Regions from separate parts of the Sus scrofa genome. Here region 1 is linked to region 2. The links are chromatin contacts, called in public Hi-C maps. All regions are on one chromosome and are shown on one strand. Each heading gives the region's core, a stretch centred on a gene start, on an enhancer-like site or on the middle of the called end of the contact. The rest is flanking DNA. Distances are from core to core; before and after follow the strand shown. Region 1 overlaps SLC35D2 (solute carrier family 35 member D2). Region 2 holds the start of ZNF367 (zinc finger protein 367).

Evidence for each region. A called contact is a pair of places that touch in the nucleus more often than the background predicts.
Region 1: a contact with region 2 is called in a Hi-C map of liver, with 3 times the contacts expected there. The contact joins the enhancer-like site here to the promoter of ZNF367 in region 2. A contact is called at or near these places in 1 of 5 promoter capture datasets (liver) and 5 of 47 Hi-C or Micro-C datasets (embryonic fibroblasts, heart right ventricle, liver and 1 more).

The regions. Positions count from the first base shown.
Region 1 is chr10:25,778,388-25,781,977 of Sscrofa11.1, forward strand. SLC35D2 (solute carrier family 35 member D2) reads left to right here. Exons shown (of 10, transcript NM_001244362.1): 7 at 561-628. Among named protein-coding and RNA genes, the nearest start is that of SLC35D2, 42 kb to the left of the region's middle. Within about 2 kb of position 1,879, at least 2 of the 83 cell types and tissues checked have an H3K27ac peak or open chromatin away from gene starts, as enhancers often do. A contact at or near this core is called in liver, where this site is marked.
Region 2 is chr10:25,706,307-25,709,856 of Sscrofa11.1, forward strand. ZNF367 (zinc finger protein 367) reads left to right here and starts at 1,405. Exons shown (of 5, transcript XM_021064593.1): 1 at 1,405-2,199. The coding sequence starts at 1,792.

The sequences.
Region 1 (3,590 bases), core at 629-3,128, 73 kb after region 2:
GGATGCAGGTTCGATCCCCGGCCTTGCTCAGTGGGTTAAGGATCTGGCGTTGCTGTGAGCCGCATCTGCAACCTACACCACAGCTAATGGCAACGCCGGATCCCCAACCCACTGAGCAAGGCCATGGATCAAACCTACAACCTCATAGTTCCTAGTCGGATTCGTTAACCACTGAGCCACGACAGGAACTCCAAGATTTTTTTGTTTTTCTTTTTAGGGCTGCACCTGTAGCATATGGAAGTTCCCAGGCTAGGGATCAAATTGGAGCTTCAGCTGCCAGCTTCCATCACAGACAGCCACAGCAACTCCAGGTCTATTGCAACCTACACCACAGCTTGTGGCAATGCTGGATCCTTAACCCACTGAGTGAGGCCAGGGATTGAACCTACATCCTCATGGATCCTAGTTGGGTTTGTTATAGCTGAGCTACAGTGGGAAATCCTTACCCAGGAATTTTGAAACTGCATTTTCTGTTTGGAAAAGTGGTTCCTGTTCTAGCCTGTACAAATTGATAAAACCAGTGTTATTAATCTAACCATTAGTTTTCTTTTTGATGATAGGCCACTGAATTCAACCAATGGAAGAATGTTCTATTTATCATACAGTTTCTTCTTTCCTGCTTTTTGGGGTAAGAAACCATAGATGAGAAGCGTTTGTCTATGGTATCTCTTGACAAGTCAAATCAAAATATGCACTCTGTCTACCCTGGTAAAATCCCTTTGCTTGTGTTTTCTCTGACTTTTTCGGGAAAGTACCCCTCCTTTCCAGAAGAGTAAGTTGATGGGACCCTATGCTACATGTGAGCTCCAAAATAGGATGTTGCCTATTGACTTCTGAAAGTTAATTTGAACTGAAGTCAGCTACCTATCCAATTTGAATGTGCTTTTTGTCTTTGTCACAATGTCCCAAGTTTCCTGAGATCTTTCCCTCACATAAGGTTGTGGAAATAACAACACACTTTCTGTAGTGTTGTCCCTGTTATTCCCAGAGTGTTTTCTGAGAAGAGATGGTGAGGCCCATTATCTTGCCCAATAATTTTAGGCTTTTCTTAGAATTTTCCTTAGGTATACCTTCCCATTGAGAGGCTATACAGCTTGTGTCTTTTTTTTTTTTTTTTTTGTCTTTGTGCCTTTTCTAGGGCTGCTCCCTTGGCATATGAAGGTTCCCAAACTAGGGGTCTAATTGGAGCTGTAGCCGCCGGCCTATGCTAGAGACACAGCAATGCAGGATCCGAGTAGAGTCTGCAACCTACACCACAGCTCATAGCAATACCGGATCCTTAACCCACTGAGCAAGGCCAGGGATCAAACCTGCAGCCTCATGGTTACCAGTCACAGTGATCGAAGCCATTGCGAGCTTCTGAGCACATCCTTGGCTTTCAGACCAGCTGCCACTGGACTTGAGCTGTCCTCTCTCTGTGATTTGTGCTCAAGGAATGCCTCAGGGTAACGTGTGCACATCCCAACCCTTGACTCCATAGGACTCTTCTCTCAGCTCCTTTCTTATTTTCACTGCTTTCAAGTTTGCATTTCAGTCTTGTTTTTTTCTGACCACCAAACCTTTATCCGTAGTTGAAAATATAATTTAAAAATTATGACCCTTTAAAAATGTATGTGAAGATGCCAGTGAAATGGTGAAAAAGGCAGACTTTTGAGGTATGGGGAAGGACTCAGCTTTAAGAAATGCTGTTTGTAATTAAGAGTTTGTAAACAAAGCCTATCTATAATGAGATGAAATTGGATCGGTCAGGTAAACTGGATTGTGGGAGCCGTGATAATTTAATGCGGGCAAAGGTAAAATAAGTGACATTGAAGTTGACAAACTCGATTTAAAAAAGCCAGCTCTGCTAGTCTTTTGAATCTTGCCAAGAAACGACAGATAGGTTCTGGTTCATTCACACCAGCAGCTGGCACCAGCTCCCAGGCCCTGGAGGCAATTATCCTAATGTTTCTGCCCCAGTAGCAGCCTCTTTGATTCCAATGAAGCAGTAATATATTCCTTAATAGAAACACAAAAGTATCAATTTCCCCACTCTCAGCATAAAAAAAGGTTCTGTTCTTTGAACCTTTATTGTTACTGCCAAGACGTAGGGTCCAAGACAAACCAGGCTTCTGCTCATTGCTTGAGTAAAGGGGTGACAGAGACTTCAGAGTGCAGACACGCCCATCATTTTCCAACACCCCAAATTATAGTGTAAAATGGATGTTCCAGGAGAATGAATCATTTTTATCCCATGGCTCTGGCTTCCTTGGCACACCACTGAGGTCTTGGATGAGAGTGAATTCTTAGCAGAGATGAGCAAGATGAGATTACTTAAAAGCCTTTGAAATCTGAAATGAGAGAAAAATGTGGTTGGTGGGAGTATTCACGTGGCCTTTTATTATCTGAACATTTGTGTTGGATTTCTTTTATATGCTTGTACATGGAATGGTAACGAGCAACAAGGGCCTTTGAGTTCTGCTTGTGACTGCCATGAGTGTGCCATCCAGCTTTGGGTTAATCAGTTATTTTTTTGGTGTTATTTTCAGAAACAGGAAGAAACCTTTGAACAAGGGTTCTGGTCCAGGGGTTTCCACATGGGCACCGCCATCCCTTGAGGCCCTTATAAGCCAAAACACCAGCTGGCATCTGTTGTCAGAATAAATGTGTGTCATTTGTATGTGCCATTATTTTTCAAAGGTACTCAGATGATAAGTACGATTTTAAAGAGTATAGAAGGGCACAAAGCTACTGAGCATTCAGCAATGCTTTTAAAAATTATTTTATTTTTATTTATTTTTGTCTGGGAGTTTACATTTTATTTTTTTTTTATTAAAGTTGATTTACAGTGTTCTGTCAATTTCTGCTGTATAGCAAAGTGACCCAGTTATACATATACATACATTCTTTTTTTTATATTATCTTCCATCATGCTGCATCACAAGTGACTGGATACAGTTCCCTGTACTATACAGCAGGATCTCATTGCTTATGCACTCCAAATGCAATAGTTTGCATCTACTAACCCAAAACTCCCAGGCTATTCCACTCCCCCACATCCTTGGTAATATCTTTGTGTTTTTAAATTTAATTTAATTTTTTATTTTATTTTATTTATTTTTTTTTTGTCTTTTTGCCATTTCTAGGGCCGCTCCTGCAGCATATGGAGAGTCCCAGGCTAGGGGTCGAATTGGAGCTGTAGCCGCCGGCCTATGCCAGAGCCACAGCAACGTGGGATCCGAGCTGCGTCTGCAACCTACACCACTGCTCACAGCAATGCCGGATCCTTAACCCACTGAGCAAGGCCAGAGATCGAACCCACAACCTCATGGTTCCTAGCTGGATTCGTTAACCGCTGAGCCAGGATGGGAACTCCTGTTTGCATCTTTGTAATCCACAGATGCTAAAATCAAAACTGTCACGTGGAGGTTGGCATTTTTGACGTTAAAAGTGGAGGGTCTCTTAGTTCAGAAACTTGATCTTAGCCAAAGGACTGTATAGGTACATATTTGTATATAGAAATAGATTGTTTCTTAGAAAAAAAATTTTTAATATACTTTGATCCTAGTCATTTTGCAGTTAACCTCTCTAGGGACACCCTGTGGGTAGAC
Region 2 (3,550 bases), core at 155-2,654:
CCCTGCGCCACAAGAGAATTCCTTTCCATCTTTTTTTTTTTAACGTGAAAAAAAGCACACTTGTTTATACAAGTTAAGTTTGTTTTTAAACAGTTGTGGCATAGCTGAGTGTGTGTATTTGATAAAGAGGGGGAAGGGAGAGAGGGGTAGAGAGGAAGGGGGAAAGGGGAGAGCGAGAGAGAAATATTCTGCTCTTAATCACCAATTCTAACACTTAAATACTGGATATTCATTGACTTATTCAACAAATATTTATTGAAGGCCTGCCATGTGTCAGACTAGGCCCTGGCAATACAGTAAAAAACAAGGCACAGTCACTTCTTTCACATTTCTAGTGAATGTGAGGCTGGGCATGCCATTTGCCCCATCGTCTGCTGTGCTGTGCTTCCGAGCCCCACGCTGGCCCTCGGTGGGTGACTGTCAGAGCTGGATTCGCCGGCTTGTTCAAGGTCCTTTCAATGTGGGGTGAGGTCCTCCGGGCACTCACATCTCCACGCCCTTGCAGATTCGGGGATGAAGGTGCGCCCCAGACTGGGTGAGGAACCACGGCGCGGGGACGGGGAGTCCTCGGGGTCTTTCGGGTATCTGTGCCGGGGGTGACCACGGACACACACACACACGCCTGCGTTCGTGTCCCCTCTGAGCGGCGAGCAGCACTCGGGGACCTCAGAGACGACTTCCCTAACTACCCCATTTTGCACAGTTGGGAAACCGAGGTCCGGGAAGCCGAAGGCTGGGACCGATGACCGCTTCAGCCTCGGGGCGAATCGAGGGTGCGGAGAGGGTCAATTCACAGCGAGCCCAAGAGCTGGGCAGACGGGAGCCATTAAGAAAGTCGGCACCTCTGGGTGTCCACTAGAAATTGCAGGAGGAAGGCCTCGATGCCCCAGAAGCGGGTGGCGGGAGCCGGGGGCGGGGCGGGCTGCCTGGGCCCCAGCCCTTTAAATTCCCAGCCGCGCGGGAACCGCTGACCAACAGCCACCAGCGGGTGGGGCCGGTGAACGCGCGCCCCTGCGGGCCAACGACCGCCCCTGTCTCCGCCCCTCGCCGACACCTCTCCAATCGGCAACACTCCTGACGCCCGCCCCCGCCCATGGCCCCGCACCTCCCACCTCGACGACCCGCTCCGAGGACTGGCGGGGCGGGACCCTGGAGGGTGTGTCCTGGCAAGTTCAGACGTCGCGCGCTCCCGCGGAGCTTCGAACGCTTGTTGGCCCTTTTGGCAGAAAAAAAATACAAGAGCGGCGACCAATGGCGTGGCAGAAAGGACCCGCGCACAGATCCGGCTCCACCCCGCTCTGGCTGGAAAGGGGTCCAGGCCCGGCCATTGGCTCGAGCGACCTGTCACTCTCCGCCGCGACCAGCGGGCAGAGGCTTCGCGGTGATTGGCCCCGCCCAGGCGCGAAATGTAACGCGGGAAAAACTGGAGCAGGGACCCCGGCGGCAGGTTGTTATTTTCGGGGGCTCAGCGCCTCGCGTCCTGCTTTCCTGTCATCGCAACGCGGGCCGCCTGCTGCTTCCCGCGGCTGCAGCCTGCGTTGGGGTACGAAGAGCGGAGGACCGGCCTGACCCAGGGTTGGGGTCCAGCTCCGGCCGCCTGGTGCCAACCGAGCCGTTCCGCTCTTTCGTTGGCCGCGGCGCAGGAAGGTTCCAGGAAACGTCCGCCTGCCATGAGCCGGCGGGACTGAGAGCCGGCAACTCGGAGCAGCGCGGGCTAGCGGAGCGAAGGGCCAGACCCGAGCTCAGGGAGTGTGGCCCACGGCCGCTGGGGCTGCGGATCCGGGTCGGGCAATGATCCGGGGTGTGGAGGCGCCAATGGCGGACAACCCGCCGCAGCCGCCGCCCGTCATCTTCTGCCAGGACTCCCCGAAGCGGGTGCTGGTGTCGGTCATTAGGACGACCCCGATCAAGCCCACATGCGGCGGCGGAGGGGAGCCGGAGCCGCCGCCGCCTCTCATCCCCACCAGCCCTGGCTTCAGCGACTTCATGGTGTACCCGTGGCGCTGGGGTGAGAACGCGCACAACGTGACGCTCAGCCCCGGGGCTGCCGGGGGCGCCGCCTCGGCTGCCCTGCCTGCGGTCGCCGAGCACTCGGGGCTTCGGGGCCGGGGCGCGCCCCTGCCCACCCCCTCGGCCGCCGCCGCCTCGGGAGGTGAGGACGAGGAGGAAGCGAGCAGCCCGGACAGTGGCCACCTCAAGGTAAGCGGCACCGGCTGGCGGGGCGCGGGGCGGCGAGGGCCCGTTAACGGCGCGGCCGGACAGCCGGCAGCGCCCGCGGACTCGGCGGGTGGGGCGGGGCCGAGTTTAAAACGCGAGGTTGCTCCGCGGCGGCGGGGCGGGGGCGGGTGACAGGACGCTGACGTCACTGCCGCGCGCCAAAAAATTGCTCCTGGGGGCGGGGCTTCAGTCACATGACACCGGCCAGAGGGGGTGGGGAGGCCCAGTAGACCCGAAGCCACTGGTCCGCTGGTGCACTGGGTTGGCGCGCGGCCTGGGGTCGCGGAGTAACGCGGCCAAGTGGCTCTGCCAGTAGTACGGCAGTCCGCTTGGTCCGCTCTGGCGGAAGTGGGAGAGAAGGGCCGCGGGCCTTGAACTGTTCCTCTGGGTGAGGGAAGGGACAGGTTGCCCAGTTTCTGCTTCATCACCGCAGATACCCCGACCCTGCTAAAGATGCTTTGCTGAGATGGCCGAAGAAAAAGAGGGGATTTAGGGGATTCCTCCCCAGCGGGAATTGAGCCCTCGCTGTGTTGTTTCATGCATCCAGCGTACAACTTTGCTAGGTTCTGAGAGCACGCAGTGGAATGGGACGCTGTTGTCACAGACCTGGAATTGCTCGAAATCTTACCGGTTTAGAGCTGGGAAGGATGTGACTACCTGGTACAAACCTACAGTTAAGAAATCGGGCAACTGAGGCTTAGAGGGATTGGTGAAGGGAGCTCCCCAAGGTACACAGCTAGATAGAGTGAGTGCTGGGATTATAGTGGAAGTTTTGTGACTCCTAGACCTGAGCGTGTTTTGGGAGAGTCTGTCTGCTGACATATACTTACCTCTATAGGCTGTAAGCTCAGGGAGTGCCGGGTTTATTTCTTTCTGGTGGACTTACTCGACTTTAATACCTTGCACTCTGTAAATGCTCAATAAATGTGCTCACTTAAGTATTTGTGTAATGAATGCTGCTAATATAAGGTTAATATTCAGGCTCAAATTGTTAAATGGCTGTATAAGATGAGCAGTTTGCTAAAGGTGAAAAACAAGTCATCTTGGAATAAGTACATCTATATACTGTATAAATTGAAACAAGTTAGGTTATCATTTTACACGCAAGAGCAAAGATGTTGAAACTCTGTTTGGAGCCCAGAGGAAATTGAGACACTTTGTTACTAATGTCATTGTTATTGAAGAAACAGAAAATTATAAAACCATGTGCCTGACACACTTCAACGCTGAAGCTGCACTTCAGTAAAAATTTGAAAGCACAAGCGTTAGAAATACTCATAATAGCGCTGTTTGTAAACACATTGTGCCTTCTCTAGGCAGTCCTTAGTGAGAT